5 separate regions of the Mus musculus genome follow, and all the other regions are linked to region 1. A link is a contact called in public Hi-C, HiChIP or PLAC-seq and promoter capture Hi-C data. All regions are on one chromosome and are shown on one strand. The core of a region is the stretch at or near the end of the contact, and the rest is flanking DNA. Distances in the headings are between cores, read along the strand shown.

Region 1 (4,965 bases), core at 1,693-4,192:
TGGTGACCCTTATAAGACTTTTGAGATGAAAGGCAAGGAAGACTAGTCCTTCAGCTGAAGTCTGAGAACTGCAGGAACATGGTCTGTAGGAGCCACAGGACTGGGCTGCTGGTCTTCTGAGCTGGGTCCTTCCCTGCGGGTGCTACCATCTCTCTATCTCACTGTTCTCGTGGGAGCCATGAAGCTGAACAAGAGGAGTGTGGCCCACTATGCGCTGAGTGATTCTCCGGCAGACCACACTGGCTTTCTGCGTAGTTGGGGAGGACCAGGTTCCCCACCCACTCCCAGTGGCACTGGCCGAAGATACTGGTTTGTTCTCAAGGGCAATCTGCTATTCTCTTTCGAGACTAGAGAGAGCCGGGTCCCGCTGAGTCTTGTGGTATTGGAAGGCTGCACGGTGGAGCTGGCCGAGGCTCCTGTACCCGAGGAGTTCGCCTTCGCTATTCGCTTTGATGCCCCTGGAGTGCGCCCACACCTGCTGGCAGCAGATGGGCAGGCTGCCCAAGAGGCATGGGTGAAGGCACTGTCCCGAGCCAGCTTTGGCTACATGCGACTTGTGGTGCGAGAATTGGAGAGCCAGTTGCAGGATGCCCGTCAGAGCCTGGCCTTGCATCGCTGTGCATCCCAGAGGGCTGTTGCCAATTGTAGTAAATCTCAGGCTCCTGACCACCGAGCTCCAGACCCTGAGAACGGCCACTTTCTCCCCAGGGACCGCAGTTCCATTGGTACTGTGGAAGAAAGGGGGATCCGGCCAATAGGTCGGGATTTGACCGAGTGGGAGTTACAGGGCCCTGCTAGCCTCCTCCTAAGCATGGGACAGAGCCCCGTGTCCCCTGAGAGCTCCTGTTTCTCTACCCTGCATGACTGGTATGGGAAGGAGATCATGGAGCTGAGGCGAGGGTGGCAGCAAAGGGCAAAAGGAAGCCAGACAGAGAACAAGTCACAGAATAGGCCCTGAGCCAGAGCCCTTTAAGCTATGGCCCTGTCCTGCTGGTCAGGATGCCGGGGTCAGAACGTCAGGGGTTAAATATTTACTCATTTACCAGGTTGCTCTGTGTGTGTGTGTGTGTGTTCCCCTGCTCTGTAGACTTTCTCTAGCTTCCAGATCCTCCCCTCTCGCTGGCATGAACTGAAGAATCATGGCTCCCTACTTATTTTCTGAGGTCTAGAAAGGCCAGGTGGTTGATGGGAAGATAATATAATTCAGGAAGTGGGGCTCTGCTCTCTAGCCATAAAGTCCAACACAAGAAGTCTTGGGCATCTCCATGCCAGAGGTGACAGGAAGTGGCTTGAAGACTGACATCGTTGTAGCTTGGGCAGGGCTCTCTGTAGGAGAAGGTCTTTAGGTGCTAAAGAGGGATTTGTTCTCTCTCCCGCTGCTGCCCTGTCCATGTATAGTGCTGGACATTGCCCGCAGGGAGGCAGGCAGCCTTTTATATAGAAGACCTGACCTGTCGTCATGGCAACTTGTAGGGACTCTTGTTACCTAGCCCGCTTGTTCCTAAGGCTTGTCTGCTGAGGGCTCTCATAGCTACTCTGTCCCGTGTCATTCCAAGTATCTTTTTCTTTAGCTCTAAGGTCAGATGGCTAGGTCTACAGAGCCAGAAACCAGGCCCGTCTGTCCCCTTTATATAGATGTAGTGACAGTGGCTGTGGCTCAATAGAGATGTATACCGTTCCCAAACAAAATTGGACTCTTCCTGACCTCCCTCCTTTCCCTATCTGGGGCCTTGGGCCAGCCTGACCCAAATCCAACAAGGCCTAAAGGCTGGATTTTGCCTCCAGGAGACTGAGTTCCATGGTTCCTCTGGTCAGGGCTATGTTTCTCAAGCCTGCTTGTAACCTCATAGCCAGCTGCCCTCACTGTACACACAGGTACCTTTGCTAAGTTTCTTGTCACAGTAGTTAGTGTTTGCTCTTTTAATAGTTTTGGTTTTTGGAGACCAAGTCTTTGTAGCCCACGCAGGTCTGGAACTCCTTAGCATGGCAATCTGCTGGGATTATAGATAGGAGTGCCACACCTCACTTGGTTTTGGTGTTTGTTTTGCAGCAGGACCTGGTGGAAGGCCTGTTAGCCTCCCCTCCCCCCTTCCCTTTATAACCAGAACGGTAAAGTTCCCCGGTTGGTAGCAAAGAGGTGGAGGAGGATCAGGAGTTCAAAAGCATCCTTGACAACACCGCGAGTTTTTTGGCTAGATTGGGCTATGTGTGAGACCCTCTCAGAAAGTTAATTTTGGTTATTACAATCAACGTGTTTACAAATGAAGAATCAGGAGCCTGAGTTGCAAAGCTGGTGTCTGAGGCTAACAATTGAGTCCAAGAACCTGGCTTGGTGGTATGACCTCCATCAGGCCAATCCGTCTATTTGTTTGTTCCCTAGATCTGTAGGGGAAGCCCGCTGTCCACTGCACCCATTGTACCAATGTCCACAGAAACCATGAGCTATTTATTGTTAACTTGATTTTTTTCGCCGCACTACGTAGCTCCGGCTGTCCTGGAACTTACTGGATTTGAACTCACAGAGATCCTCCTGCCTCTGCATCCCAAGTAGTGTAAGATTAAAGGTGTGCGCCACTTCGCCCAGCTTTTTGTTAACTTTTTGTTACCTTAAAAAAAAAAAAAAAATATATATATATATATATATATATATATATATAAATTCAGATACCAAGTAGAGTTTTTCATTACACATTCTGGTTCCTTAATTCAAGTCTTCCCGAGGTGAGGGGCGGGAACACCTACAAAGGGAGCCCTGGCGGCCCCGCCCTCTGGAGTCCGGGAGGGGCGTCCTTCTCCTGACGTCACTACGTCGTCCGGGCGCCGAGGACTTTCCCACCGGCATACGAATGCGTGCTCTGCGCAGGCGGGAGGGCGGTGCTTCCCGTGTGTGTCACGAGTCTCGCGAGTTTTGGAGAAAGTTTCTGCCAGAGGCCGCCTTGGATGCGTGGGGTGTGGCTCCCGGCGAGGGGCGGAGCTGGAGATGGCGTCCACGGCGGCTCGGCGGCTGGCCTGGGTTGCAGTTCGACCCGGGGCTCTCTGGAGCGGGCCGAGGGGGAGGAGAGGTGGCGATGTCTACACCGTACCGGGCAGCTCAGGTCTCAGCCAGGTACCGTCGAGGTCAGTCATCGTCACTCGCAGCGGCGCCATTTTGCCCAAGCCGGTGAAAGTGAGTGTCTGTCTTGAGGCGGGACGAAGGGATTGAGGCCGGTGATTGGGGGAGTGCATGTGACCTGTCCTGATTGACAGGCGCAGAGGCCAATCATAGTATTGGCATAGACTGGGGACCGGACATAGGACTCAATTTGTGCAGCTGGGTTTTGCTGACTTTGACAGGTGGAGGAAAATGTTTCCATAAAACTCACTGTTAAGCTGGGTTCCTGGACACAGAAGCTGGAAGGCAGCAGCGAAATGTGCAATTTCTTATCTTGAGGGACATAATGACCTATTTCTTCAGGGTCAGAAGAAAGGCTTTGTGTCGATTTATACAAGTCATGCAATCTCTGCCTCAAAGGTGATGGGATAAAACAATCCTGAGAGCTGGAGAGATGGCTCAGAGCTTAGGAACTCTGCTCTTCCAGAGGACCCAGGTTTAACTCCCATCACCACAGGACAGCTACAACTATCAGTAACTTCAAGATCTGACATCTTCGCATAGTCATACACGAGGAGGCAAAATACCAATGCACATAGAATAAATTACTGAAAGAGTGGGAAGGGAATGCGGAAGTAATATACTTAGTAAAAAGGAAATGAAGGAGAACGGATAGGGGGATGTGGGAGCAGGACCTTCTGTGCTGAGGAATGTGTAGGTTTTACAGATGAAGTCAGGGCAGAGCCCTGAAGCCAGCATCCAAAGCTAGGAGTTAGGTCTTGACAACCAGAGACCACATCCTGGTTTTTCCATACTTGAACTCTTGTCACTTGCCCTCGGTACCCCAAAGGAAAAATGGGAAGTCTCTTATACCAAAGGTGTGCTTTTTGACGGCATGGCCGTATGGAGTCGAAGGGAAAACAAAAGTCTTTAGAGCAAGCCTGAGCGGTAGCAGTTGACCCCAGTCAGGGTTCCAGCGAGAAGCAAAAATGTGCAGCTGCTGTATAAAAAGTCACAGCTAGGGGAAGCAGGAAGCTAATACCGGTGAAATCTCATTGGCATTCCTTCCGTCCATGTTGCCTTTGCGAGCTTTTAACATTAATTGTGAAGCAAGGTTGCTCAGCAGCAGGAGCCAGCTAAAAGAGAAGGAGGTGAGAGGCCCCATCAGTGCACACACCTCCTCCTAACTCGAGTTTTATTTATGTGTATGCATGTTTTGCCTGCATGTATGTCTGTGTAGCACTTAAGTGCCACATGCCCACAAATGCTAGAAGAGACTGTGCCATATTGGAGCTGGAGTTACTTGCGTGTGAGAGGCCACGTGGGTGCTGAGAACCAGGTCCTGTAGAAGTGCTGTCAGTGCTCCTCACCACTGGGCCATCCCTCCAGCCCCGGAACTCACTTTTGGGTGGAGAGAGCTGGTTAGAGCCCAGCCAGCCTAGTGTTCTCACCTAACTTTGTATGGTTCTTGCAAGGAATTAGGTTTGGCCCCTAATTTTGAGTTGCTTAGTTTCCTAAATTTAGTTTAGCTTTATGTTTTTCTTTCTGATATCCATTTTGGTGGCCATAAAACTCACTTTGTCTCTTCGTTGCTCTGAGTTTCTTCAAAGACTTTAAAAATCGAGTGGTGTGGGGATCAGTAGTCCATTGGAGGCTTGGGCGCAGCCACTGGTCTCCCGGAGTGCACCCATTCTTCTCTCTGCAGATGTCCTTTGGTCTTCTCCGAGTGTTCTCCATTGTGATCCCCTTTCTCTATGTCGGGACACTCATCAGCAAGAACTTCGCTGCTCTGCTTGAGGAACATGACATTTTTGTCCCAGAGGATGACGACGACGACGATTAACAGGTAATCCTTGCCCTTCTTGTAAATGGGC
Region 2 (4,965 bases), core at 1,445-3,944, 910 kb after region 1:
TTTGATCCCAGCACTTGAGAGGCAGAGGCAGGCAGATTTCTGAGTTTGAGGCCAGCCTGGTCTACAGAGTGAGTTCCAGGACAGCCAGGGCTACGCAGAGAAACCCTGTCTCAAAAAAACAAACAAACGGGCTGGTGAGATGGCTCAGCGGGTAAGAGCACCCGACTGCTCTTCTGAAGGTCCAGAGTTCAAATCCCAGCAACCACATGGTGGCTCACAACCATCCTTAACGAGATCTGACTCCCTCTTCTGGAGTGTCTGAAGACAGCTACAGTGTACTTACATATAATAAATAATAAATCTTAAAAACAAACAAACAAACAAACAAAAAAAGAATACTTGGCAAATCCCAGTGACCACATGTAATTCTCAACTTCAATTCCAGTTCAAACACCCTTTTTGACCTCCATGGACACCAGGCATGGGTGGGGTGCACATACCGACTGGCAAAAATGCTCATTCATAGTAAAATAAATAAATTCAAAACCAAACAACAACAACAAAAAACCCCAAAACACCCCAGCTTCTCAAACATATATCTGAAATCTACAATAAAGGAGACAAACTTTGCCAAGGAGCAGCCAAGGGGCAAAGCCTTCACACCTGATGAACAGCACACAAACTCTTAGCTGCTCACTGTTTGACTCAGCGGTTTCGATTCTAGAGAAAATGGAGATACTAACACACGGTCTGAGGAAGTCTGCCCAGGCTAGGGGTTTCGGCAGAGCCAGCTGGTGAAACCGGCTCACACACTGAACAGTCTAATTCTTTTCTCAGGAAAATCTAACCATTCATAAAAACTGTATGCATTTATAATGATGTAACAGTATCTAGGTGGGCGTGGTGACACGGGCCTTTTAATTCCAGCACCAGGAGAGCTGGGCGTGGTGGCACATGCCTCTAATCCCAGCACTTGGGAGGCAGAGGCAGGCGGATTTCTGAGTTCGAGGCCAGCCTGGTCTCCAGAGTGAGTTCCAGGACAGCCAGGGCTATACAGAGAAACCCTGTCTCGAAAAACCAAAAAAAAAAAAAAAAAAAAATTCCAGCACCCTGGAGGCAGAGGCAGGCAGATCTCTGAGTTGGAGACCAGCCTGGTGTATACAGTATTCCAGGGCAGTGAGAGCTACACAGTGAGACCCTGTCTCAAAACAAAGGGTAACAGTATCTAAAAGAACCAAATGCTTTCATTATACAACAAAAACCAGGGCAGTTGAGGCGGCTCAGTAGTAAAGCTGTTACTTGAGGTCATTGAAGGTCTGGACTGCTCCTCGCCTTCCACCTCCACCTCTAAGACCAGGCTGTTTTGGGGTGATATGGTGGGTCACAGTCGCCTCTAGAGATTCAAGCAACCCTGCCCACACCCTGGGATATTCATCACTTCTCCCATGAGTGAACAACCTTTCTCTGGGACTAATCCTTGTCAATATAGACAGCTGCAGAGCCTTAATTGTTTCAAAGAAACAAAGCAAACTCTACAGAATTGTTTAATAGGTCGCAGCGACCCTTGAGCTGTCCAGGCAGGGACCAGCCCTTGAGGCATTGAAGAAGCGTTTTCAAAACAAAACAAACAAACAAATAAAACCGGGAGGCTGAGTTCCTGTGAATTTTTTGGTCTTTCGTTTGAGGACTTTCCTTTATGGGAAAGATTTCTGCTGCTGAATGCCAGAGACTAGGGGAGTGCGAGTGGAGGGCAGCTCTGCTTTATTGGAGTCCCCATTCTTAGGGAGGAGAAAGGTCAAAGAGGGGGTGGAGTGGGGTGACGGGGAGCCGGAGGGTGTCACTTCGGAACCGGCTGGGGTTGCAGCAGCTGGATTGCTATGGATGTGACAGAGTAGAGATGGAAAGGATACTTTTAATCTCCAGCGGGCTAGAGACTCAGTGGACTCTGCCAAGGAGATGAAAAGAACTTCTAGCCCCAGATGACATACGAAGACATTGAGGCAAGGGGGCTCGCCCTAACAGTGAAAAGGAGTGGATAGGGTAAATCTCCCAGGCGCAGCCTCTTCCAACCCTATTCGGCTTCCAGTCCCATACCTCAACTGTTCTCATCGGAAGAAGGGGAGAAGCGCGAGCGTGCTGATCCGGGACCGAGCCCTGGGTCTCGCGACTCCATGCTGGCTTCCCTTGCTCCCCCGCTTTTCCCAGGCTACCCCCTGCACCTGAAGACCCTTCCCGGTGCAGGTCCGAAGCCGGAGCATCCAGAAAGCCCAGAGCCAACTCCCAACCCGAAGCCCTCCCTGCAGCGCGCGGCATTCCATTCCTCTCCGGGATGCGCCCCGCCGCGACCTCCCAGAGCACGCCCAACGTCGCCGAGCAGCGCTTTGGGATCTGGACTTCGGATTCCCAGTCGTCCCCCTCCCCCGTGAACCTCGCCCTCCGAGGGCCTCCTGGGCTGCGGGAAGGAATTGCGGGATCCTAGCCGGCCCCAGACTAGCTCGCGCCGCGCCGCGCTCAACTTCGGGGCGCAGACCGGTGCGGGCGGCAGCTGAGGGACCACGGCGCGGAACTGGTGCCCGCACCATTGTCGCCTGTAGAACAGGTGGCCAGGCGGGGACCCGGGTCCCTGATGTCTTGCAGCTCACCTCCCTTTCCAGCCTAGAACAGGGGCGCCCCGGATCCCAACGAGATCCCCCTGCCCGCTGCCCTGTCCCTGAGATCCAGGTACCTCCGGCTCCCGCGTCGGCGGGCGGCTACTGCGGCCCTGGAGGGCGGTGGCTTGAGCCCAGCGGACAGGAGCGCCGCCCCTCCAGCCCTGGGCGGGGTCTGGCGTTTCTGCCCCACGGGTCCCTCTCCGCCTGCAGCTAGTCCTGTCTAGAAATGGGGGTGGGCACGACCTGAGTCATCAATAGCCAGTAGCCAACAGGTGTGAGCCGCCTCCCGGCCACCCACACCTCACTAGTCACAATCCTATTCTAAACCTTCCGTTTCTCTCTCCAGCCCTTCTGCCCCAGAGCTAGCAATCCTCCTGCCTCAGCCTCCCAAGTCACTCCTCCAAGACAGGGATGAATCCCCTACCCATGGCTCTATTTTTTTCCATTTAACAGATGGAAAAAAAAATAAAAAGCCAGGCTCGAAGCGGTTTGGTTAATTACATAAATGTTGTGCAGTTGAGAAGGGGCGACATCTGAGACTTGAGTCATCCTGACGCCACTGCCCAGCAGCGTCTGTTCCAAGTACTCCTCACTCCCTGCTCTGGCCTGCTGTGACCCAAGGAAGGGCCGGGCCCACGGCATGGTGTTCCCTAGTGGCGATTTCCCCCGCCAGCTCTCCTCTCGGGCTAGATGCCAACGTGCCCTCGCTGCCTGCCCTGCTTCATCTCTCTCACCATACAAACCTGTGTCCAGGCCGCTGAGAAAATGGAAACACCCTATCCCAACCCTGAGAACAGCCTGGGTAAACAGGCTTTGTAAAAGCGAATCTGTGGAAAATTCTCACCCCTTCACCCCACTGCTGACAACTACCTAGCTCTTGGCTATGCCCACCCTTTCTCGTTTTCCAGGAGATCCCCAGCCTCCAGCTGCTAGCCGTTGCTGCTCCTGCCCCTCTTGCCTCTTCGCGGGCCATTCCCATTAGTGCTCATCACTCCCAGGTTTGATTTTTTTGGTTTGGCTTTGCCAGACTGCTTCTCATTCTAGCCCACGGCTTTCTTGTAAACCACAGTGGCCTCAAACTTGTGACAACCCCTCTGGCTTTCGCCTCCCAAATGCTGGGATAACAGACTTTGCTCATCTTAAAACTCAAACAAGGAGCCCTGCCAGCCGTGGTGGTGCATTTCTTTTCAATCCCTGCATTTGGGAGGCAGGCAGGTTTCTGAGAGTTCGAGGCCAGCCTGATTTATATAGAGCTTTTTAGGCCAAGCCAAGGCTACAGAGTATTGGATAATGAATGGTATTGTGTTGAAGACCCTTCCGCAGTTAAGAGCAATTGCTGCTCTTCACGGGGAGCCGAGTTGGATTCCTAAAGCCCACACCAGAAGGTTTACAATTGCCTGTAACTCCAGCTCCAGAGAATCTCACGTCTTCTTCCAGATTCTGAGGGTACCTGCACCCACACAGCTACACAGATGTACTCATAAGTAAAAAAAAAAAAAAACAAAACTTAATTCTTAGTGTGATGGATGCACACAGGTGCCGAGATACACTGTTCTTCAGATAAACTATATTAGCAGCGTTTCAGTGTCATGACCGCAGGCTGCCACTATAGGATCTTGAAGGGAGAGAGCCTTCGAATCCAGAAGCAAAGAAAGTTTTTCTTTTCTTTTTCTGTTTTTGTTTTTGTTTTGAGACAGGGTTTCTCTGTATAGCCCTGGATGTCTGGAGCTCACTCTGTAGACCAGGCTAGCCTCAAACTCAGAGATCTGCCTGCCTCTGCCTTCAGAGTGCAGGGATTCAAAATGTTGCATTTCTACTGCCCAGCTCAAGGGTTTTGTTGTTGTTGTTGTTGTTGTTTAATTTATTTTTAGTTTACGTGTGTGTGAGTGTTTTTTGTTTGTTTGTTTGTTTGTTTGTTGCATCCATTCATGTCTGTGTGCTATGTGCACTCCTAGGTCACACAGAGGCCAGAAGAGGGCACGAGACTCCCTGGAACTAGAGTTATAGATGGTTGTGAGCCACCACGTGGGTGCTGGAATTTAAATCCAGGTCCTCTGTAAGAACAGCAAGTGACTTAACCACTGGGACACCTCTTCAGTCCCCAAGGGGAACTTCTTATTGCTATGGGTTGGCTGGGGAGGAGGCCCGACTTAGTTTACACACTCTTACAGGATTTGGGGTGACTACCTGTCCTCCAGAAGCCAAATAAAATAGCCAAATTAGGTCTAGAGTAGTGGTTCTCAACCTGTGGGTCATGACTTCTTTGGGGGTTACATACCGTATATATTTTGCATATCAGATATTTACATTATAATTCATAACAGTGGCAAAATTATGGTTATGAAGTAACAGCAAGATAACTTTATGGTTGGGG
Region 3 (4,965 bases), core at 1,561-4,060, 780 kb after region 1:
ACAGGAGAGGCACCGAGACAGGCTCTCCTACCAGGGTCAGAGGGAGGCAAGGTATGAACACATAAGCTCCTTAGAGCATCCCGGCACCCGTAACAACCAAAGGACTCAGAGTCCAAACCTACGATGCCCAGGGCGCCCAGGTGCCCTAACAGTGACCAGGTCCCACGACAGCATGGAGGCAGGTGTCCCCAAGGTAAGAACTCTCATGTGACAAGTAATTTGGCCTCACCACCCACACAGCCGTTAATCACTGCAGTATCACTAAGAGTAGGAGGGGGTTTCTCAGGTCTGCTCATTACACAGACGTGCTCAGCCCTTGATAGGTACCAAGTAGACGGCTCAGCCCTTCCCTCCAACCTGCTGCCCAGGCTGGCACTGAATTCAGTCTGTACCCAAAATGGGCCCTGGACCACCACCACCACCAACACCACCACTACTTTTCTTCATCTTCTTTTTTGGCAACAAGTGACATACCATCAATTTTTAAAAAAAGATTTACGTATTTTATGTATAGTAGTGCTCTATCTGCATGTACACCTACATGCCAGAAAAGGGCATCAGATCCTATTACACATGGTTGTGAGCCACCATGTGGTTGCTGAGAATTGAACTTAGGATCTCTGGGAGAATAGCCAGTGCCCTTAACTGCAGAGCCATCTCTCCAGCCCCAGTCTTGAACTTCTGATCTTCCTGTCCTCAAAATCTGATTTATGTGGTCCTGGGGACTGAACCCAGGGCTTCATAATATTAGGCCAGCACTCTGCCACTGAACTACACCATAATAATAATAATAATAATAATAATAATAATAATAATAAAAAATCCCATCAGGCACCGTGATTCATAGCTGAAATCCCAGAACTCATGGGATGTGTTGTGTCCATGTATGTGGGGTAGATATCTAGGAGTTCGAAGCCAGCCTTGACTACACAATGACTTCCAGGATAGCCAGGGCTACTACATTAGGAGACCAAGAAATAAAGAAAAAAAGGGGGTGGAGTGGGGCGAATCATCTCAAACTTAGCAAATCATGTCTCCTGTCATTTACATAATATGTAAGTCTGAGATGTAGAGAGCTGGCCTCTTTTGGAAATGCCCTGGGCTCTATCTCCAATACAACAAGTAAATAAACCTTTAAAAAAAATTTTTTTGAGCTTTTTCTGGTTTCTCTGGTTAGCCCTCACTGTCCTGGAACTCGCTCTGTAGACCACCAGGCTGGCCTCAAACTCAGAGATCCAAACTTGCCTCTGCTTCTGAGTGCTGGGATTAAAGCCGTGTGGTGGCACAGGCATGCAATCCCAGAATTCCAGAGGTAAAGGCAGAGGATCATGAGTGCAAGGCCAGCCTCACCTACACAGTGAGTAGGAAGCCAGCTCATGCTGCAAGAGACCCCGTCTGAAACAGAACTACAAATGTCATGCTTTCTGTAAAAAATTAATAAGTATGTCTAGAAAGAACTGCAGTGATTACTGTTAGACTTGTCTTTTAAAAATGAAAAACTAACAGACAAACAAATAAAATAATGGTTGGAAGGATAATTTCCAAACCAGGTGTGACCACTCATAACTGTAATGAGTTGAGACGGGGAGGGTGGGGAAGTACAGCAAGTTCGAGGCCAGCCTGAGCCTCAGGAAGTTCTGAACAGCCCAGGGAGAGGGGGACCCTGCCTAGACGGCGGCAGGGAGAAAAAAAAAAAAACAAAACATATTTTTATTCTGAAACTCCCAGTCTTTCAACATCCTCCACTGAGGGTTTTGTAGGAATTTCCATCTGACCACCAGGATTCTGTAGGGCCCGTGGCAAGCCCCCATTCACAACCCACTGGTCTACCAGACTCTTACCTGTGTGCAGTACGGGGGCACATTAAGGATAAAAAGGGTTCGATCGGGAGGCCATGTGGACTGGGTGCCTTGGCGAACTCGGTGCTGTCTCATGTAGAGGTAATGAGGAGCCTGCTGCTTTGCCGAGAACTTGACTGGAACAGCTAACAGGGGAAACGAGCGCAGGAGAGTTTGGGGTACCCTGAAAGGAGGTCTGTGTCTATGCCACCCAAGTTCCAATTCACTATGTCTCTTTCTAGCTCCATCGGCCCGCCTGTTCATCCACCCATCCACGGGAAGCTGGAGGGAAATGTATTCGGATAATCACCGCAGGAGGCTGAGGGGGCGGGCACAGTGTTGCGTTCTCGGAGCATCCGCTGTCTGACATCATCAGCCCCCCCCCCCCCCCCCCATAGCATGGGCTGCTCTGCTTGGCACACCAACTCTCTTCCCTCCACCCATTCTTCGTTTAGGGCTAACTCCCCCCCCCCCACCCCTCCTGCCGACTTAGCCCCACCTTCCCAGTTAAGTCTACACCAGTGGGATGCGAATCTCGGGGCTGGGAGGGCGACAGCTGCGGAAGCGCTTGTTAAAGAACGAGACACGAGCAGAACAGCGGATAACTAGCTTCTGAGGACGACGAAGCTGCAACGCTGGGCCTAGGACGCCTGGCGCCGCCTGGAGGAACCGCGCCCGAGCCCAAGGCCTTTCGGAGGAACAGCCGCGGAATCAGCACCCAGAGTCGGGGCGGCGGGGTCCTGCACCCCGATACCTGACGAGTTGCCAGGGCCTCTGCCACCTGCAAGCCACCTTCCCGCAAAATGGTGGGTCCCTGGCCCTCAGCTGCTCACCTGAATACCCCGGTGGGCTCGGTATGCTCTCCTCGTGGCCGCCAGCCTTCCGTTTCTTCCTGCGAGACACCATCTTGGCCAACTGGGAGCGCAGAGACGGCTGGGAGTTCCGTGTTCCGGCGCCGCTGCGTTTCCACGACGACGGCGTCACGCGGGGCCCCGCCCTCTCAGCCCTAGGCCCGCCTCCCGGGATCTTGCCCGGCCCTAAGATTTAGCCTTCCCTGTCCTATTGGGAAGTAGAGGGAGGCTGGAGCAATAAATGGAAAGAGCACTGGCTGCTCTTCCAGAGGATAGGGGTTCGTTTCCGATCACTCAAAAATTATCTGGAACCCAGTTCCAGGACACGTGGTGCACAGGCACACTCAACACATAATTTTTGTTTGTTTTTCGAGACAGGGTTTCTCTGTGTAGTTCTGACTGTCCTCACTCTAGACCAGGCTGGCCTCGAACTCAGAAATCCGCCTGCCTCTACCTCCCAAGTGCTGGGATTAAAGGCGTGTGCCACCACTGCCCGACTATAATTTTTTTTTTTCTTTGAGACAGGGTTTCTTTGTATAGCCATGGCTGTCCTGGAACTTTCTCTGTAGACCAGGCTGGCCTCGAACTCAGAAATCTGCCTGCCTCTGCCTCCCGAGTGCTGGGATTAAAGGCGTGTGCCACCACTGCCTGGCTTATTTGAGATTTTTTTTTTAAAGATTTATTTATTATTTTACATAAGTACACTGTAGCTGTCTTCAGACATACCAGAAGAGGGTGACAGATCTCATTACGGATGGTTGTGAGCCACCATGTGGTTGCTGGGATTTGAACTCAGGACCTCTGGAAGAGCAGTCAGTGCTCTTACCCGCTGAGCCATCTCACCAGCCCCCGACTATAAATTTTTAAAAAATAAATAGCATTCCGTATAAATCGTGGTGCAACTGGGATTTTGTGCAGTGAGATGCCATGAACAGTCAGTCTCTTTAGTTGAGAGAGCAAGGGGCTGAGAGGCCTGGGGTTGAAACTGTAAACAAAGAGTACTTGCTGGCAAGCCTGACATCTTGAATTACATCCATGGAAGATGAGAATTGTTTTCAGCAAGTTATCCTTTGACCTCCACACCCACTCCATGGCTTATGCCTCATGGCATGAGCTCTCTCCCTCAAGAAAATACTGTGTGTGTGCTGAGACAGGATTTCACCATGTAGCCTGGGCTGACCTGAGGCTAGCTATGTAGACTAGGCTGGGTTCAGTTTCACATGAGATCTGTCTGCCTCTGTCTCCTCCAGTGCTGGGATTAAAGGTGGACACTGCCACACATCACCCATGCTTGGCAGATTTTTTAAATTTTTACAAACTGAAGTGAGCCCAAATAAACTTTATCCATCTGGGCATGGCTTTAATCCTGGCTGAAGCAGGAGGATACTTGTGTGTTCATTAGGGTTACCGTTGCTGTGATGACACACGACTAAGAAGTAATGTGGGGAGGAAGGCTTTATTTCCAGTTTCATGAAACAGTTCATTAGAAGCAGCGAGAGCAGTAACTCCAGCAGGTCAGGAACCCTGAGGCAGGGGCTGATGAAACGTACTGACTTGCTTCTCGTAGTTTGCTCCATTGGATTTCTTAGAGACCCCAGGACCACCAGCCCAGGGAGGGCCCCACCCACAATGAGCAGGGCCTTCCCCCAACTAATCACTTATTAAGAAGATGCTGGCTCCCTACAGCTGGAACTCAGAGACATTTTTTCAGTTGCGGTTCCCTCCTTTCAGGTGACTTGCTAGTGTCAAGTTGACATATAAGTAGGTGTGAGGCCTGGTTTGCAGGAACAAGGGAGCTGTTGTCTCACTCTGGAGAACTTAAACTCCCAGGAATACTTTACAGTGTACAGGTGATCTGTGGCATCAGGAAAGTAGCTACTTGCTGACAGGGATAGAATAGTACTTGGAAAGGGACAGCCTGAGAAACCTTCCGCTGCAGCCCAGCCATGTGCTCAGAGGCTGTCATTGTGAGGTGGAAAGAGACACCTTCAACTCTGCACCCGCAAGAGCACTCCCAGCTAGCAAAGAAAGGGATTTCCTGCTCCCAGACAACTGCCTAGAAGTTTACCTTCCACACAGAAGCTGCTGCTACTGTGCTGGGAGGGACCAGAACCCCGTCAAGCTGGCCAGACCTGGCATTCTCGTGGTACTGGTGTATGTGACAAAGCTGGAAGGAGGCAAGGCTCATTCCACAGCGTAACCTTTATGGTGAAGCCTGGGCTGCATTAGAGACTCCAAGATGATAGAGACGTCAGAGGCATGGATATCTAATAGAA
Region 4 (4,965 bases), core at 1,124-3,623, 710 kb after region 1:
CTGAGCCATCTCTCCAGCCCCAGGAAACAATATTTTCATCATGAGAGAGAAAAAGGAACAAACATGTCAGATGCAAATGAAGTCCTGCGTGAATGTGCATTACTGACATGAACACAGACATGTCACCCCAAAGCCTCAGACTCCAGAGGAACGGCAGAGGCTGATCTAAGTACACTCGTGTGCAGAAATTATGGATTTTGGCTTCCACCTCTCCAGGACTGATCCCTGAGATGAGACTGCCACTCCTCGCAGAGACCTCCCCAGAGATTTGCTCCCCCACACCCCCACTGGTGCTCCCCAGCTGCTGGTGGTCCCCATCAGAGTGCGCAGCCCACATGGTCCTTGCTTGTCTGTAAGCGTGTGTATCCGTCTTTTGTTTATTTGTTTGTTTGTTTTTCGAGACAGGGTTTCTCTGTGTAGTCTTGGCTGCCCTGGAACTCACTTTGTAGACCAGGCTAGCCTCGAACTCAGAAATCTGTCTGCCTCTGCCTCCCGAGTGCTGGGATTAAAGGCGTGCACCACCACGCCCGGCATGTATCCGTCTTTTGTAACTCTCCATTGTCCCAGGCAGGTCAATCCCAAAGCGGTGGATGTCTTGGCACAAATATAAAATCACAGAGCACATGCATCGACTCTGTCATCCTAAATTTAATCTGGAAAATAAGCATGAATTCATATATTCTCTCTCTCCCCCCGTTTCCCTTCCTCTGTCTCTTTCTCTGTGTGTGTGCACGAATATGTCTGTATGCGTCTGTGTTGTCTGTCTTTTTATTTTATTTTGAGACAGAGTCTCATGTAGCCCAGACTAGCTCCCGCTTACTATACACCCAAAGATAAATTTGAACTTTTTAAAAAAATATTTTTATTATTTTCATTGTATGCAGTAATGTATGTCTGCAAGTGGTTATGTGCACATAAGTTGTCAGGCTTGGTGGCAAGTGCCTTTACCCACTGAGCCATCCTACCAGCTCCAATTGCTGTCTCCTAATGTGTCTGCCTAAATCAAGGACGTAGCATCCACACGCAGATCTGAACTTACTGTGGGTTTCATCTGGAACCAGTTCTTGAGTATGAAAGGCCCCGACTTTGCCGCCTTTCTATGTCTACTGTACTGAGACCCAAAAGAAGGGAAATCGTTTTAGATGTGAGACTGGATTAAAATTCAAGTTCAAAAGCATGCAGGCTGGACCCGGGAGGTGGCAAAAGATGAGAGGCTCCATCCAGGCCATCCTCAGCCACACAGTGAGTTCAAGGTCACCCCAGACTACAGGAGGAGCATTTGTCTCAATAAACGCACACAGAGAGCTAACCAGAACACCACAGCTGTCATCTGTGCTGCTGAGCCTGATCAGGATGCTAAAGACCTCTCAGAAGAACGGGGTCCAGGATAGGCCCAGGATAGCCCCGAGGATGCCTGGGCATTTCTGCCTCTGCCTCTGCCTCTGTTTCATTGTCATATATACAGAAGTATGCACAAGCAGCCCCAAACTGCCCCTGCTGTGCTGAAGATGAAAGCAAGCAATATACTCTACACTACTTTTTTTTTTTTGGTGGTGGTGGTGGGAGGGAGGGGGAGGGGGAGGGGAACAGGAGAAAGGAGGGGGGCTGGGAAGGGAGGGGGCGAAGGATGGAGAAAGAGAAGGGAGGGAGGGTGAGATCCTGTGAAGGACAAAATACTTTCAGGAATCAATTCTCTCCTCCTGTCATGAGGGTGGGCTCATATTTAGGTCCTCTAGCTCGGCATGGGCCGCAAGACCCTTTGTCCATTGAGCCATCTCGCCAGCCCCTAGACCACTGCAGCTTCCCTCTCTCGCTGGCGTCCTCTCTTTCCGTTTTTAAAAGCCATTCTACTTAAGCATCAAGTAGAAATGTAGTTTTGTAAAGGGACCGATCTTCTCTTTCAAGCCAAATGAGGGTGCCCCCCCCCCCATACCCACCCTCCTCTCATCTCACGGCTCGGTTCTTGCTCTAGGGCTCTAGGAGGCCCGATCTGTTCAGCAGCTCTGATTGATAACACAAATCACCCCGGAGGCTCTGAGGAAGGGACTTGGATGTCAGCTGGAGGTGCAGTGGGAGTCACGGCCCTGCCCCCACATCGTTTATTCTTTCACCGCATGGCAAGCTCCGAAGGACCGGAGCAATTCCACCAGCTCTCAGAATTGGCACACCGCGAGCCTCCTCTCCCCGGACCACCGCGCTGCCATAAATAGACACCACGTGGCCTCCTTTTATGATAAGGTTAGGGGGAAACGAGTGCGTGGGGAGAGGCCGGCGGGAGAGTGGCAGCTCCGAGTCACAGGGATAAAGCCTGCGCAGCACTGCTCTTCTTGCCTGGGGCGGGATCAAAAGCGGGAGCCGAGTGGCAGCCGCTGGGCTCCCCAGGCGCTTCCTTTGGTGGTTCCCTGACTCCCAGCAGCGGTTCCTGCCCTCAGCCATCTTCATCACTCCTGCTGGGGCTGCAGGCGCCCTGCCTTGCCAGGCTTTGTGGCTCCCCCGGCTCATTTTCTGATAGAGCTGTCAGTTTTTATTGCTGATAGGAGAAATCATGCTCTCTCTTAGCTGAATGTTAATTGGCCTTTTCCTCTCTCATTCTGTGAGAACATGTAGTCCCCTTGTCTATTCACCCCTCCCCACCCCCCAAAGGTAGAAGCAGCATTCTGGAAAGACAAGGAAGGTGGTTCTTGCTAAATTGCTAATTGTTAATTCAGAGGTTAAGAAAAAGCTAAATGGGGGGCGGGGAGGGCGGAGCTATAACCATACTTCTGAAGTCTCCATGAGCCTAGTGTGGACTATATATATTCTCATTGGCTATAGAGGGCCCAAGAATCAATAGGGGGATGGGTAAAGTCAAATGTGGAGGGGCTAGGCACCAAGCCAGCCCCGGTTGCTGCAGAGATAGAGCCAGAGACACCTGACAAACTGATGGGTCAGTACAGCTGTGACTGTAGCAGCGACAGAGGTAAATAGCCAGTAAAGACAAAGTTAGAAACTCAGCCTTGAGAACAGCCAGGAACTAGCTGGCAGGAGGCTGCAGTAGGGATGTCCCAGTTAGGAAAGGCGGTGCAAGTCATAGATGCCGCAAAACAGGGCAGTGAACTGGAGACGTTTGATATGACAGCCCAGCACAGGGTTGTTGCCCTACAATTCTCTTGTACTTAAAAAGTAAACTGGTGGGCTGGAGAGATGGCGCCGGGGTTAAGAATGCGGGGTGTTCTTAACAGAAGACCGTTTGATTCCCGGCACCCACATGGCTCCCAGCCACCTGTAACTCCCATTTCAGGGGCTCTGACGCCCTCTTCTGGCCTCTGTTAGCACTGCATGCATGTAACGCATAAACATACATGCAGGCAAAATACCCATACACATAATTTTTTTTAATTAAGTGAACAAACCAGGGGGCAGCAATACCTGTAATCCCATCATTTTGGAGACTGAGACTGAGTGACAAGTCTGAGACCAGTGTGACTCCCCTTCTCATAAAGGAAAGGAAGAGGGAGCCGGGAATAGCCTTATGAAGATTTAACTGTAAAACGTGACTACTTAAAGTATACAATTTAATTTTTTTTTAAGTACATTTACAAAGCTGTGTGCCCACAGCCAACTCCAGAACATTCTACAGGGAAGTTTTCTGAGAACAGCTTTGATAAGGACGGGGCATGATGAAATGGCAACAATGTCTCTTGTCAGTTTGTCAGCAGAGCCCAGCGAGGCTGGAGAGTGAGGGGGAGTGAGCCAAGGACAGGAGATGTAGCACAGCAGGGAGGGTGAACAGGACCAAAGATTTGTGTGGCAACAGGGGGAGCATTTACTCATCTCTTCTATTCTTCCTTGCCAAAAATAAAAGACCGGGGCTAGGTCCGCTCAAGCCATTTTTGCTGGCTGGCTTTTTTAGTGACAGTCATACAAATCAGTGTGATAGATTTTGTTGCCTCTTTGTAAAGAAAAATCGACAGCGAGGCCACATCACAGAAAAATGCAGGATTCTGAAGTTTCTACAAAAGGGGAGCAGCCCAGAGCACTGGCCCTCAGGTTACTACAGCAAAACTGACTTCCGCACCTCTGGCTATGCCAAGCGGGGGTGGGGGGTGGGGGGGCATCAATCAGACTGACAGTGTGATGGGGATGGGGGGGGCGGGGAACCCAGGGTCTGGAGCAGGTTTGCCTCTGTGTATTGCAGGAGGTCCATTCAAGTTCAAGACCCCTTAGTTAAAGAAAAGGGTTGGGGAGCTGAGTGAACCCCTGCGGTAGCCTTGGAGACACAGGCATCTGGTGTCACAGGCGTGATGCTGCTATAATCACATCAATCTATTTTTATTTTATGTCTATGGGTGTTTTGTCTCTATGTCTGTCTGCTCAACATGTGCGTATGGTGCCCAAGGAGGCAAGAAGGGGTGTCAGATGTCCTGGAACTGCAGTCACAGATGCTATGAGCTGCCGTGTAGGTGCTGGGAACCAAACTGAAAGAGCGGCCAGTGCTTATCCACTAAACAGATCTCCAAACCATCAGGGTTTTTTGTTTGTTTGTTTGTTTGTTTTTGTTTTGTTTTGTTTTTTATTGCAATCAGGAAAAGAAACCCAAAACCAGTGAAACCAACTTTCATAGTAAAAGGGATGTAGACAAAATTCTTTGACTACACTCACTGCACAATGACACGGAAGTACTAGGTAAAAGGAAAAGAAAAATAGCTGGATAAAATAGAAACCAACAAATAACAAATAACCTGTCAGTGCATGGCCGAGTTAGCCAGCAAGAAAAACAAAAAACAAAACAAAAAAAAACCAAAAAACAAAAAAAAACCAAAAAAACAAAAAAAGCAGAATCCCAAGGGACCAGAAACAAAGAAGGGGAAATCAGAAGTGTGATCACATGATACAGGCCCGGCAGTGCCTTGGGGAAGGATGGAAGAGAGGGAGGAGGGAATCAGAGCAGCTAGTTACTCAGGGCCTTGGTTCCAGAATCTGTGT
Region 5 (4,965 bases), core at 1,546-4,045, 530 kb before region 1:
CAAACAAACAAACAAAAAAAAAACTCAAAAAATTTATTGATACAAAATAGTGTGCTGCTACATCCTACTTTTCTTTCTTTAAAGACAGGGTCTCACTATGTAGCCTTGGTTGTCCTGGAACTCACTCTGTAGACCAGACTGGCCTGGAACACATAGAGATATACCTGCCTCTGCCTCTACCTCCCAAGTGCTGGGATTAAAAGTGTGCACCACCACACCCAGCTGCCACATACTTCTAAAGTTTAACCAGGTACTAACATGTTCCTGTGAGGGAGTCTATTTCTATACAGGGCTTTCACACTATGGCAATTAGCAAACTATTTCTCATAGCACTTACTCCTCTACTCTGTCACAGCTGTCACCATAGCAATGACAGGAGACAACAGCAGAAAAGGCAGCTGGGGTTCGTGAGGTCAGCTGGAGAAAGAAATGTCCCTGCCTTCAGGGTGGTGTGGATTGCTGCCATCCCCCACAGTTTGCAAAGAAGCACTAGAGGGAATATGCCTGTCATGCTCCTTCGGGAACATCCACCTTTTGATTATCCAGGGGAAACTCAAGTGTCTCTAGACAAGAGACTCAAAGCTACATCAGTTTCTGAAGCCTAGGCCTGTTACCTTCCTGCATCCTAGTCACCTGCTTAGGTAAGCTGTTCCAGGTTGGTGGTCCATCATCCATTTGTGGGGACTATTGCTCAAAAGAGAGGGGGAGGGTAAGGACAGGGGAAAGAGGGGGAAGGAGATGGAGAGAGAGTAAGAGCAGGAGTGAGAATCTTCACTTCTCCCATGTGTCATCTTCCTTATAGACAGGCAAGATGTGCTCTTACCTTATCAGTCCTCCTCTGCCACACTAGGAATTGTTCTCCTTCTCAACAGTATAAGAGTTAGCCATGAAAATGTACATTTCAGTCTAGTCTAGACAGTTCCTCTAGAACCAAATCACATGGAGATTTCTACTTCTTTTAAAAAAATATTATGTTACATTTGTGTGTGCAAGAGGAATTATTGTGTTCATGGAGGTCTGAAGACAATTTTTGATTTAGTCCCTCCTGCCATCACATGGTATGCAGAGATTGAACTCTGGTTGTCAGACTTGGCAGCAATCACCTTTACCCCATGAGCCATCTTGCTCATCCAGCTTTTCTTTTCTAGAGTTTCATATGTTGCTTCATTTTCTTGGAGTCACTCTTTCAGATTTACTGCTAAAAACCTCTAGGCCAGTTTCTCCTAAAGAGATCCTAGATACATAAGATTCCTCCTGACAGGTCTGCAACGCCTGGGTTTCCTGTGCAGTTTCCTTTCTCCACACTGGATTTATATCCATCAATTTTGATTAAATTAGGAAAGATATTTGCATGGGAACACCGTAGGCTACATCCTGCTTTCTCCCCATTTGACAAAAAGGAGAACAGACTGGAGAAATGGAACAATGGGCTAGAGGATTCAGGTTCAGAAAACGATCAACATCACAAAATCTTGTATTTTAGATTCACAGTCCATCACTCTATTCCTAAGGCTACCCAACGTCCTTTAGCCGCTTCCTTTGGGCTTACTCAGCTAAATTTCTTTTTCCTCAGGTCCTAACACAATCCATGCGCTTCTAGCTGTCTATTGTGGTGTTCTGTAACTACCGCATGAACCACAGGCTGCCTTTCCGCCAGACTCAGCTCCTCCTTCCGAGGCAGGGAGCCATGGGAGGGACGGAGGGACAGAGTATAAACAAGCCAAGTCCCTGCCCCTCTGGGAGCTTAATCCCTGAGCGTCTAGTATTGTCTGGGCTTGAAGCCGAGTATGACTTGTACTGCAAAGAGGTACAAAGTTCTGCGAGCCATCTTGAAGGTTTGCACACCCCTTCACGGCTCACAGGTTTCCTAAGGAACCCAGAAACTATGTTTTGTTTTGCTTTTGACTCTAGTTCAATGTTGAATTTTTAAGACTGAGGAAATGGGCTCCCGTGGAGCAACTGGATAATTCCCAAGGTCACAAGCGAGCAGCTAGTAGTACGGAAGTCTGTCCGGACCCTGGTTCGTGGATAGGTTTCAAGAATGCGCTCTCCGTACTAGTGTTTATTCTGCAACCACGCCCGCTCCCAATCCCTAAATCAGTGGGCAACCTGACACCCGCTGAAGCAGCGGAGCTTGGGACCCGCCTGCCCTCCGCTAACCTCGCGCGGAGCGTGGGAGGAGCGCTGGCTGGCTACCCACGTCCCAGTCCCCTTACCCCCGGGCAGAGTCCGCCAAACAACACAACAGGCCAGTCCTGGCTAGGCCTAGGCCAGAGCCAGCCCCGCCCCTCTCCGCCCCTCTCCGCCCCTCCGCGCCGCAGCCGCACGTGCAGAGCCTCGTGCAATCGCGCCGGCCCCGCCCTCTTGCCCCATTGGCTGCCGCGAGCCTTTCCCTCACTGCCCCGCCCCGCGAGGCTCCGCATCTGCTGCCGCTCCACGTGACCCTCGGGGCTGGGCCGTCGCGCCCCGCTCCGCCTTCCTCTGAGGTGGCTTCTCCGAGGGAAGGAGAAAAAGGAGGCTGCGATGAGGTGGGAGGAAACCTGTAGTCACGAAAGTGGTGGCGAAAGGGACGCGACTGACCAAAAAAGAACAGGGGGGCTCCGCAGAAGGGCCCGACGCTCCCGGGCAGGCGGAGCGATACTCCTCACCTGGCCCAGCACGTGTCTACATCGTTTGGTTCTCACAGCCAATCCTAGCCTGAAGAGCTGTGCCCGCCCTTACGCAGCGCGCACCAATCGGAAGCCACGCTATGGGACCGCTGGCCTGGCCTTATGAATAATGAATGAGACGGAACCAGTCCGCGGGAGGGGTGCGGATGGAGAGAGGTGGGGGTGCAGTAGCGCGTCTGCGCAGTGCTGCCCGTGTCAGCAGCTGCGGCGGGTCGAGCCGCTCCGGCCCGTCTCGGGGTGCGGGCGGGGGAGGCGAGGCGCACGAGTGGGGCGCAGGGCACGATGTCCGACGCGGGCGGCGGGAAGAAGCCGCCTGTGGAGCCTCAGGCGGGGCCGGGCCCGGGGCGTGCAGCTGGAGAACGGGGCCTGTCGGGCTCCTTCCCTCTGGTCCTGAAGAAGCTGATGGAGAACCCCCCGCGCGAGACGCGCCTCGGTGAGGGGGGGGGGCTCGCGCGTGTCTGGGGGCGGGGTTTCTGTAAAGGCGGGGCCTTGTGGGGGCGGGCCGGCCCGGGCCGGGTCAGAGGTCAGGGTGAAGCGGTCCAGTGGTGTGGTGTTTATGCGGGCCCGGGCATGACTAGGGGCCTGCTGGACTAGGCCTCTAGCCCAGAGAGAAAGTCAGGGGGTGATCTGGAAAGGACAAGTCAACAGAACTTTGCAAGGAAGCCGCCACTTAGAGGGGGCTCCAGTGGGGCCGCCTGCATCCAAATCCTGAGGATACTGCTTGCCTTCAAATGCGGGTTCCTGGACCTCACCTAGTCTGCGGATCTTGAGACAGAGCGTGTATTTTAAGAAACACTCCACTGCACCCTCGTGGGTGCAGAGTTCACCACCAAAGTTTGAGAGGCCCTGATCAGTATAGCAGATGGCCTTTGTATGTCTTTGGTCCGTCCTGGAGGAAGACGATTCCTCCTCTCTACGAGTGGACAGTGAGCAGGTCCACGGTGGTGCTTTACTGGAAATGCATCCCTGGGAGGTGTGGATGGAGGAGGCAATTTGAGATGAGGGTCGGTAGTGTCTCCCAGTTGTTTTTAAATCAAAGCCTGGTTTAAAAAAAAATTAAGGGAATGAAGGCTGGGCAAAGTAGGGCTGTGATGAGGGTTAGAATGTGGCCACTCAGGTCCTTCTCCTGGTTGATTGTTGGGAATCACAATAGCAGGACCGGGCTTCATCGAATTGCCCAGGCCACAAGAGTCCCTGGGGCCTGGTGTGGAAAGCAGACTTGGCCTGGGTATTTGGCCTGGAAGAGCAGCAGGACTGCCACCTATTGTGGGGTTTTAGGTCCATTGATGTGTGCTTTCAGTCTGAGATCTTCAGATTTCCAAGAGCTCAGCTTAATTAGGGTATCTGGGAAGGACTTGGCTGTTTGTGGATTGCTTGTATCAGGGATCTCATTTCCCTTTCTAAAATGCTGTTGTTTCTTTCCTTGGGTGTGTTCTGGGGCTGCTGTGCTTATGGTTGTCCCTGTTACGTTATAAATAGCTTCTGCTCATCAGGTGAGGCTAGATTCTCTCCTCCTGCCTCAGGACCTCATGTGCACAAACGCTTTTGTTTGTATGAAGGTGATGACTCCATCCAGATCTGAGTGTAAGACAAACTGCAAGGGCTGGTGCTCACATCTGGCAGCTCTTGCCTAAGCTCACCAGAGAGGACCAGGCCATACTGGGGTTTTGCTTTGCATTTGCCCACACTCACAAAGCATTTTGACATAGTCTTATCTTGTTTGGGTTACTACCTCTCCACTTCTAGGTGAGGAAAGTTGAGACTCCTGAGAGGCATAGATGGTTTCTCAAGGTCACATGGGTGGGCCTTCTGGCTCTTGGTTTGGTGTTCTTTCTGTTGTATGAAACTGACAAACCACTGGTGTCAGTCCCTGTGATTTAAGTCCTGGACACGTCGGTCATTTACCTTTTGAAATTAATTTAAAACTTGACCTTACAAACACTGGATTGTGATAGCCTGACTGATTGTAGTGGTGCTTGTTTGCAATCTCAGCACTGGAGAGGTAGAGGCAGGGGGACCACTAGTTCAAGGTCATCCTCTGATGCACATCAAGTTTGAAGTCACCCCGGATTTCATGACCCTATCTCAGAAAATCAGGAAAAAAAATGTTTTAATTGCTTTAGTCAGGCAAAATGAGGAACTTCCTGTTGCTTGTCCTTCTGTCAAGCTGCTTTTTATCTCCTTGCTTCTCTTACCTCTTTTGATCCCAAGTGACCCCACCCGACTGGTCCAGTCGTTTCTGAACAGAATGTGGACTCAGAGAGACCATCTGGCCCACCCAGCCCATAGGCTGGGA

Evidence for each region. Promoter capture Hi-C pulls out the DNA fragments that hold promoters and counts their contacts. Hi-C and Micro-C count contacts between places; a contact is called where the count stands out from the background. HiChIP or PLAC-seq counts read pairs in DNA pulled down with a chosen protein or histone mark.
Region 2: a contact with region 1 is called in an H3K4me3 HiChIP or PLAC-seq map of embryonic limb bud, with 9 times the contacts expected there. The contact joins the promoter of A4galt here to the promoter of Smdt1 in region 1. A contact is called at or near these places in 1 of 39 promoter capture datasets (embryonic stem cells), 2 of 484 Hi-C or Micro-C datasets (B cells and embryonic stem cells), 8 of 115 datasets of contacts at active chromatin or transcription factors (astrocytes, embryonic forebrain, embryonic limb bud and 4 more) and 1 of 9 other capture datasets (embryonic stem cells).
Region 3: a contact with region 1 is called in a promoter capture Hi-C map of hippocampal neurons, with 7 times the contacts expected there. The contact joins the promoter of Rrp7a here to the promoter of Smdt1 in region 1. A contact is called at or near these places in 17 of 39 promoter capture datasets (the 3T3-L1 cell line, the C10 cell line, the HPC-7 cell line and 11 more), 1 of 15 datasets of contacts at CTCF or cohesin (the NIH/3T3 cell line), 4 of 484 Hi-C or Micro-C datasets (cerebral cortex and cortical neurons), 22 of 115 datasets of contacts at active chromatin or transcription factors (SST interneurons, astrocytes, bone marrow-derived macrophages and 14 more) and 3 of 9 other capture datasets (adipose tissue, embryonic stem cells and liver).
Region 4: a contact with region 1 is called in an H3K4me3 HiChIP or PLAC-seq map of forebrain, with 11 times the contacts expected there. The contact joins the enhancer-like site here to the promoter of Smdt1 in region 1. A contact is called at or near these places in 14 of 39 promoter capture datasets (the 3T3-L1 cell line, 3T3-L1-derived adipocytes, the C10 cell line and 7 more), 3 of 15 datasets of contacts at CTCF or cohesin (embryonic stem cells, large pre-B cells and stem cell-derived epiblast-like cells), 32 of 484 Hi-C or Micro-C datasets (the HL-1 cell line, cerebellum, cerebral cortex and 8 more), 40 of 115 datasets of contacts at active chromatin or transcription factors (the NIH/3T3 cell line, SST interneurons, T-cell acute lymphoblastic leukemia and 22 more) and 2 of 9 other capture datasets (adipose tissue and liver).
Region 5: a Hi-C map of Th1 cells shows a contact between it and region 1, with 7 times the contacts expected there. The contact joins the promoter of Tef here to the promoter of Smdt1 in region 1. A contact is called at or near these places in 1 of 484 Hi-C or Micro-C datasets (Th1 cells), 2 of 115 datasets of contacts at active chromatin or transcription factors (memory CD8 T cells and pancreatic cancer cells) and 1 of 9 other capture datasets (adipose tissue).

What each region holds. Positions count from the first base shown.
Region 1 is chr15:82,343,104-82,348,068 of GRCm38.p6, forward strand. Smdt1 (single-pass membrane protein with aspartate rich tail 1) reads left to right here and starts at 2,943. Exons shown (of 3, transcript NM_026914.1): 1 at 2,943-3,166; 2 at 4,797-4,937. The coding sequence starts at 2,981. The coding sequence ends at 4,934. Pheta2 (PH domain containing endocytic trafficking adaptor 2) reads left to right here. Exons shown (of 2, transcript NM_177391.4): 2 at 1-2,607. The coding sequence starts at 179. The coding sequence ends at 958.
Region 2 is chr15:83,249,035-83,253,999 of GRCm38.p6, forward strand. A4galt (alpha 1,4-galactosyltransferase) reads right to left here and starts at 2,695. Exons shown (of 3, transcript NM_001004150.4): 1 at 2,666-2,695.
Region 3 is chr15:83,119,991-83,124,955 of GRCm38.p6, forward strand. Rrp7a (ribosomal RNA processing 7 homolog A (S. cerevisiae)) reads right to left here and starts at 2,811. Exons shown (of 7, transcript NM_029101.4): 1 at 2,672-2,811; 2 at 1,842-1,984; 3 at 1-27. The coding sequence starts at 2,744.
Region 4 is chr15:83,054,453-83,059,417 of GRCm38.p6, forward strand. No RefSeq gene overlaps it. Among named protein-coding and RNA genes, the nearest start is that of Nfam1, 24 kb to the left of the region's middle. Within about 2 kb of position 2,374, at least 89 of the 459 cell types and tissues checked have an H3K27ac peak or open chromatin away from gene starts, as enhancers often do. A contact at or near this core is called in SST interneurons, VIP interneurons, cerebellum and 8 more, where this site is marked.
Region 5 is chr15:81,808,619-81,813,583 of GRCm38.p6, forward strand. Tef (thyrotroph embryonic factor) reads left to right here and starts at 2,796. Exons shown (of 4, transcript NM_017376.3): 1 at 2,796-3,102. The coding sequence starts at 2,952.